3 separate regions of the Gossypium raimondii genome follow, and all the other regions are linked to region 1. A link is a contact called in public Hi-C data. All regions are on one chromosome and are shown on one strand. Each heading gives the region's core, a stretch centred on a gene start, on an enhancer-like site or on the middle of the called end of the contact. The rest is flanking DNA. Distances are from core to core; before and after follow the strand shown. Region 1 holds the start of LOC105763399 (pentatricopeptide repeat-containing protein ELI1, chloroplastic). Region 2 holds the start of LOC105763409. Region 3 holds the start of LOC105763392.

Region 1 (2,700 bases), core at 41-2,540:
TTCATGAAACAACTCCAATGCATCTTGGCTGAAACCGTGCAAGGCATACCCTATAATCATCGAATTCCATGCAACAACATCCTTATAATAAATCCTATCGAACACTAATCTTGCATCCTCCAGGCTCCCACATTTGCTATACATATCAATCAAAGCAGTAGCAACACGAACACTCACTTGAATATCATTATTTTGCATATAGGAATGAAGCCATCTGCCTGACTCTAAAGCTCCAAGCTGACCACAAGCTGATAAAACAGTTAGTATAGTGATTTCATTAGGCCTAGCTTTCGCTGCCAACATTCGCCTGAAAAGCACCAAAGCTTCCTTGGGCATTCCATGTTGAGTATACCCATCGATCATCACATTCCAACATACCACATCCTTCTTCACCATTCCATCAAACAGCAACCTTGCCTCCTTAAGCTCCCCGTGTTTCGCGTAACAAGTTAGCATCGTGGTCAAAGAAACTAAACTCTTCTCTGGCATTCTCTCGAACACGAGACGGGCGGACCCAACGTCACCCCCTCTCGCGTAAACATCGACTAGACCTGTCTTTACATACAAATCTGAATCAAACCCAAGTTTGATAACTTGAGAATGAAGCATTTTTCCATGTTCAAGAGAACAAGATTTCAATATGGAAGAGAAAGTGAACTCATTAGGCTGCACACCTTCAAATAACATTTGCGTATAGATAAATAAAGCTTCTTGGGAGAGACCATGGAGGGCGTGGGCGTTAATGATAGAAGTGTAGAAAAAGATGTTGGGGTTGAGAGTTCGATTGAAGAGAGCGAGTGAATAGTCAAGACGGCCTCGAGAAGAGTAAGAGCGTTGAAGCTTGAAATTTAGGATGGGGTGTTGATGAAGGCCGTGGCGGAGAAGAGCTGCGTGGATTTGGAGCAAGTGACGGATGGAGCTGGATTTATCTAAAAGAAGACCTAGCTTGTCTGGTGATGGTGGAAAGTTGGTGACGGCGGCGAATGAGAGAGTGCTACGGTTTATGGAGGGTGTTGGCGGTGGAGGAGAAGTGAAAAGCAGGGCTGAGGACATGCTTGAATGAAGCAAAGTCTCAACAATTCAGGCACTCACAAGCTTTTGATAAGCATTTTGATTTACAGAGTATACTCATAGATCTGCTTGCTTTGTACTTTTACCTTATCCAACATAGATTTCAAACAAACTTGAGTCGAGTGGAACAGAAGTACCTAACAAGTTCAGATTATGCTTGCATCTAATTTTATATTTTTGCTTGAAATTTTAATCTTACGATTTCAAATTATCGAATACATAACATTTGATTATTTGAAGACTGAACGGATAACAAGCAAAAGATACTTATTTGGGTACAACTCAGACTCTAGATCTTTGAGTCCCCATATTTGAGTCCATTAGAGACTACATTACCAATATCACATAAGGCGGCCCAAAGAAGAAGACCACAAAGTTAAGAAGGCCCACGCTGGAATGTTGCAGAGAAATCCCCTATTTCAATGCTCGTGCACCCTAAGCTTCCAACACGAAATTGACACCTACCACCTATTAAGCTCTTAATAAGAGCGTAACGTTTGAATCTCTAGTTGTCTCCAATCATCTTATAAATGGCAACCACCTTCACCATTTATAACCATCTCATAAGTCCCCAAATCACATGGTTTATCTCTTTTCTCTCTTCAATATGTTTGACTTGAGCATCAGGGTGTGGAATGAGAGTTTTACAATTCCCTTCTTGCAAGTTCAAGAAAGCAATCGGGAGAGTTGGTAAGTGAAGAAAACTAGGTAATCTTTGAGAATTTCTTTCCAATCTCAGAGAACTTTGTTTACTAAATGAATTTAGAGTATTTGCTTGCTCAATACAGGCCAGACCATTGTTTTTTGTTTTTACAGGTTGCGAAATTTTCTTGTGAAAATTGGATTTGTTGCTCTAAGTCGGATGCTTCTCTGTTTGTTAGAGTTCGCTCGGGTTCCACTCTATATATGGTGTGATAGTTCTAGTGCAATTGCAGTTGCTGCTAACCCAGTATTACACTCCAAGTTTAAACATGTGGAGTTAGATTTGTTTTTTTTGTTCGTGAGAAGGTTGCCGATGGTTCGATTCGTGTAGGAGAAGTTCCTACGTCAGATCAAGTTGCTGATGTGTTAACCAAACCATTATCGGTTTCTCTTTTTGCTCGATTCAGAAATTTTCTTCGGGTCTTGACAATAGAGAAGATGGATGCATGTTAAGAATAATAAAACAGTTAGCAGATTAGTTAGTGAAGGTTGGAAAGGTTAGTTAGTTTGTTAAAGTGAAGCAAGTTGTTATCTGTAAGTATAAAAACAATGGTCTGGCCTTGTATTGAGCAAGCAAATAGTCTAAATTCATTTAGTAAACAAAGTTCTCTAGATTGGAAAGAAATTCTCAAAGATTACCTAGTTTTCTTCAGTAAGCCCTTATAATTGCTAGCAAATTATGGGAAAAGCCTTCAATTGCACCAATATCTCACAGGGAACATTAGCCATGAGTCCTTCGCATCGTAGAAGGAGTCTCAGATGTCTACAAGCTATTCGGAATTTCAAGGATTGTTGGAAGAATCTGGTTTAAAAAACAATTTATATTTATAGTGAAAGTTTAAAAATTTTTAAAACCGACTTAATTTGTGATATTTATAATAATAAACTTTTATCAATAAGTACTCATGTTTGTTGCGAGTTGAATTC
Region 2 (2,700 bases), core at 25-2,524, 180 kb after region 1:
AGTATCGCCAGTAAGGTGGCTGCAATGGAAGGAGATCCAATCCCTTTCTCCAAATTACCACCCACCATCCAATTACCAATCACTTGACTTCCAATCAAAGATGCGGACTCAAAAAAAGTCATCAACCAAAATGTTTCATTCAAAATATCTTGCCTATGACCCGGCTGCAAAAATAGAAAGAATGCATACCATCATGTTCAGAGTTTTCATTTGTTTCTTAGAAACCAGAGAATCACATTGAGAAAGAACTGAACCTTTGAGTCAACCTTGTCATGTTCAACAACAGCCCATGTCTCGAAACTGAAGGAAAATATTGATGTTGCCAAAGACAAACATAAATTTGCTACCCAAAAGCTAGGACTTGGTGCAACCATCTTCCATATCCCAACAATAAGGTGCAAGATAAAAAACACCAAACAAGTTTTCTTTCGACCTCTACATAAATAAAAATAAATAAAACTATCAAAATTTTCACAATTATACAACCCTTGATTAATCCATAGCTAACATTGGGTAATTCATAAAAAAAAATTTACTTAAAGTGATTAAATAAACATGAAAAGGTTTAGTTTTACTCACATTAAATCAGAGACAAGACCTAAGAGACTACCAACAAAAAGAGCAGCTCCAAATCCAATAAGCATAAACGTCACCGTATCTTCCTTACTTATCCCATAGTAAACCAGCTCAAACTCTCCGTACACCAACCACAATCCTTCCAATACTAGAAAAAAAAAAAGACGTAGAAATCAGATCAACTATCAGTTCTTTTTCCTTTTTTGCTTTAAATTAAAAAAAAAGTTTGAATTTTTTTAAAAACAAATAATGTACCGGATGCGAGGGAATAGAGAAGGAGAAAGTAAAGTTGGAAGCGGGGTGAAGAGGACGAGAAAGGGTGGTCGGAGAAAGCAGAAGACTTGGTGGTGGGAGCGTGTTTGGAGAGATAGAAAGGGAAGAGAGAAAGTAAGAGGAAAGATGAAAAGAAAATGAAAATGAACACGGCAGAACTTGGTTCCCAAATGAAGGTTTCGATCACGATCCCCATTTCGATCTCAGACGGAACCCAAGATTGGATCGGGATTTAAGATTAGGGGAGGAGATCCAAAGTTATTATCGGTAACGCATTTGATTTGGTTTGAGGCAACTGACAAGTGGAAACTGAGAAAGGAGAAGTGGGATTCGTTTCTCAAGTTTCAGGCGTACCCGTCGTTTTACTGTTACACTCAAAACGCTGCGTTTCAAATAACAACTTCTAAACCAAATATTTCTTAGCAAGCACATTTTTTGAAAAATAAAAATTTAGGATATTAACAATAAGAAATATATTATTGGTTTTTGTTATTGGATTTAAATGTGTATGAAAAAAAAAAAAGATATATGTTGCTTTAAAAAAATTATTTGGTACATTAATGGAGATTTTAGACTCCACAAGTATATTTAGGAGGTTAACAAGTATTTTATAAGAGTACATGTTAATTCTTTAAGTGTTTTATAAGTGTTTTAAGCAGAGCAGGTGGGGCAAGTAATCCACCTGCCCCGCCCTATATCCAATTTTCAAAGGAAAAAAATTCACTCCATTCAAAACAGATTGGTGCAAAATCCACTGAACGATTCGGGTTTGCCATCATTATGTGGATTAAAAAAAGTACACTATGTACCAAATACTCACCCTTAAAAAAAGGGTATTTTAATCCTTGTAGTTTGCAAATAATTTTGGATAATAGTTAATTCTTTTATTAGTCTTTGTAGTTTGCGAAAATTGTATATTTAGTCTTTCAAATTAATTTGGTCATTTTAGTCCTTAAACATTTTAAATTTTAAATTTTAAATTTCAACCCTCACTAAGCAATAACTATTAAATTCATTAAGTTCTACTATTTTCAAAATATGATGTAGCAAACATATTATTATATATGTAATGCCATGTCGATTGTTATTTCCACATTACTCACTAAAAATTTAATTAATGGAATAATTATTATCATTTGCATTAATATTGAAATTTTAAAATTCAAACTTTATAAGAATTTAGAATGATCCAAACTAAATCTACAATTATGCACATAGTACAAGACTAGTAATTAAATTTAAACAATAAGTTTAAATGCTTAAATTTTGGGTCAAGACTAAAATTTTAAATTTCAAAAAGTACAAAGTTAAAATTGATCAAATTAAAATATGTGAACTAAATCCATAACTTTCATAAAGTACAAGGACTAATAGTAAAATTTAACCTTTGAAAAGCCTTTGAAGAATTACATCATCATCATCATCATCATCATCATCATAATATAAGAGAACAATTCCATTAAGAATCATGGAAAAGGCTTCACAATCCCCTCAAACCAAAAATCACAAAGCTGAAAGCTGTACAAATGCAAATATGTATTGAGAGAAAAGAATGAACCAATGAATGACAAAAATCTGCCCTAAATGGGAATCAAGAATGAGGGTCTATGTTATTTGACAAATTTGTTAGTTCTTTTAGTCTTTATCAACAGTCTAATATATACTTTATATATATATATAACTAAGAAGCTCCTAATAATCTTGATCCAAACTCCTCCTTATCCATTGTTGTTTGTAGATGTAACTGAGATTTTTGAGATGATTCAAAGCACGTTGATGAATATCAAACTGGCAACAAAAAAACGATCCTCTGGATTTCGTGCTGAGTGCAGCTCAAATCACATAACTGTA
Region 3 (2,700 bases), core at 28-2,527, 190 kb before region 1:
TGTTTAATTGAGCTTTATGGTTGATGTATTGAAAATTCATAATTAACTAATATAATATTAGCAATTAGTTTTCATCAAATCTACCTAAAACTTGAAAAGTTGTGGTAATCATATTATATTGAACAAAATAAAAAAATCACAATTAACACTTAATTTATTCTATTAACAAAATCATAAAAATCAAACATAATAATATTAACAATTATTTTCATCAAATTAATCTTAAAACTCAATTGAACAGTAAAATATTAACACCGTTATCTTTGAATATTAAATATATAACTTTTGAAAATACAAGTACCACAATGAATAAAAGAACACAAATACCATATTAAAAATGTCAAACTTGAATATAAGTTGATTTCTTGAAAAATTAAAAAAGGATAATATAATTAGTTGCCCCCAAACTTGACAATTAGATCCATTTTGATCCTTGGACTTGGATTCCATCAAGATTTGATGATGTGACTAGTATTCTTGGAAATGGCTGAATTGATCGGCCAGATCGATTAAACCGAGAATTGATCCCTATATTGGTCCAAACAAATAGGTTGAATTGACTGAATCAGAAATTGCTCAAAATTGGTAAAATTGAAAATTAGGACAAAAACTAGTAGTTGAACAGGCTGAACCAATTTAATAATTTTTTTAAAAAAATTATGAATTTTTAATTATTTATTTAAGTATTTTTAGTCTAGTAGTTGAACCGATCAAAGTGGTTGGATCGAGAACCAATGGTCAGACTGATTCAATTACAGGTTCGGCTATTAGAAAATTGGAGTATGACGTAACAGTTATAAAATCGATATGATAACAAATTTAGCTCTTAACTTTTACTTATTATATTGATTTAATCATAATTTTAAAAAATAACTCTCAAAATTACAATTAATCATGTTGATTCTAATTCTTAAAAAAATTAATATATAAATACATAAATATTTTTATTTTTATATATTTTTACAACAAAACACAATCTCATCTCATGAAAATCCTCAATCTCTCTCTCTTTTCAACAAATTTTAAATTATAGCTATGGAGAAGCTGAAGCTTTGACCGATGAAATTGAAGAAGAGTTTATATGATTGTTGGTGAAGTGTTTAGGATCAAAGAGATCCTTCACAATTGTCAAGATGAGGTGTCGTTTGCTTAAAATATTTAATTTTCAAATGAAAATGATATTATAAAAGAAAAGGTAAATTTAAACATTCGGCCTGATCTAGTAAGAAAGATGTACCTGGTATTTATAGCCCATAGTTTCGATTTTTATATTCACTCTATATTAATTAGGTTGCTGACCCTTTCCACCACAAACAGTCTCATTCTCATTCAATCAATAACATCAGCAGTAAACATAATCAAAGATCAAGATGGTGGGTCAATGGACGGCGACTAAACCAAGCCGGAGCGATGAAGTTTTGGACTCGGATCAACAGCAACGAATCACCAATCAGGTCAGAGCTCAGTTCTATTCGATGGTCCCAAAACGACCCACCAAACCCAACCGGAGTGAACCGGATTTGACATCCTCCAATCCCCCTTCAGATGTGGACCAAAACATACCCGAGCTTGACAAGTTACGGTCCCTTCAATCTCAATCTCAGGTACGCAATTCCTTAACCTTGTCCCCCCTCATCTTTGTCTTTCAAGTTTTGGGTTCAGCTCTTTGTTTTGCTTTCATAGGTGAAGATCTCAGAGGGGGGAGCTACAGTGGAACAAGAGGAGTTTGTGGAGACACAGTATTACAGGGAGATGAATTCCATTGACAAACAGCATCACACGGTTGTTGTTTTTGTCTGAACACTGCAGTGTCTTTGTGATTGTATTTCTCATTGGGTTTTGTTTTTTGGTTATGGATGACAGACAGGAAGTGGGTTCATAAGAGTGATGAAAGAAGGAGGTGAAGGAAATGGATATGATATTCAACTGGAAAGTGGGCAGGATGCAATCAGCAAGCCTATCTTCAAAAGCAACCCAGCAACTAATGACTGGATTCCGACCCTGGAAGATGATCAGGTATTCATTTAGGGCTTAATTCTATCAAATAGAAAGAATTAAAAGGGCCATCTGTTTAATGATGTACATTTGATCAGGTCTTTGTTTCATCCAAACCTAATCGAAGTGAGGGATGTTAGATCAACACGTGATGTTGACCAACTTTGCTTATGTTATAGTAAATGTTGTAGTCCTGGAATAACACAGAAATTGGATATGGTTTGTAATGGTTTAAACATTGTGTTCACTTTTTCTACCTTGTTCTTTGCTTAATGTAAAGGTAAAAATTAAAATCCCCAAGCAATTTCTTCATGAGCTGACTTGCTTTACACATGGCAACTTTAGGCCTAGTTTTCAGTTCCTGCAAATTTGAAATTCGAACTAGTAAGAATGTAATTTAAAAAGATTTACAAATATATTTTTTTAATAATTAGAGTAATTCAAAAACAACAATTTTAGTCTTAACAAATAAAGTTGTTTGGTTAATTTCAATTATGTTATGCGCACAATTGTAGGTTTTCTAAAGATTTAAATTTCAATTTTGAAGCAAATACAATCACTATCCATTAACTAGGTTTTCAATGAGTAGTATGCGAACATTATAAGTTGATATGATATTACACCTATAATAATATTTAAAATTTGAAAAATATAAGAATTTAAACTTTTAAAACCTCAAGAAGAATTTTCTCAAAATAACGCTTG

What was found. A called contact is a pair of places that touch in the nucleus more often than the background predicts.
Region 2: a Hi-C map of leaf shows a contact between it and region 1, with 2.8 times the contacts expected there. The contact joins the promoter of LOC105763409 here to the promoter of LOC105763399 in region 1. A contact is called at or near these places in 2 of 2 Hi-C or Micro-C datasets (both in leaf).
Region 3: a Hi-C map of leaf shows a contact between it and region 1, with 4 times the contacts expected there. The contact joins the promoter of LOC105763392 here to the promoter of LOC105763399 in region 1. A contact is called at or near these places in 2 of 2 Hi-C or Micro-C datasets (both in leaf).

What each region holds. Positions count from the first base shown.
Region 1 is chr12:15,629,483-15,632,182 of ASM2569854v1, forward strand. LOC105763399 (pentatricopeptide repeat-containing protein ELI1, chloroplastic) reads right to left here and starts at 1,291. Exons shown (of 1, transcript XM_012581627.2): 1 at 1-1,291. The coding sequence starts at 1,053.
Region 2 is chr12:15,812,818-15,815,517 of ASM2569854v1, forward strand. It overlaps LOC105763409, which reads right to left and starts at 1,275. Exons shown (of 10, transcript XM_012581643.2): 1 at 832-1,275; 2 at 580-724; 3 at 267-435; 4 at 1-164. The coding sequence starts at 1,045. LOC105763410 (acyl-CoA-binding domain-containing protein 3) reads right to left here. Exons shown (of 5, transcript XM_012581647.2): 5 at 2,288-2,695.
Region 3 is chr12:15,438,266-15,440,965 of ASM2569854v1, forward strand. LOC105763392 reads left to right here and starts at 1,278. Exons shown (of 4, transcript XM_012581625.2): 1 at 1,278-1,604; 2 at 1,684-1,782; 3 at 1,864-2,016; 4 at 2,094-2,307. The coding sequence starts at 1,371. The coding sequence ends at 2,135.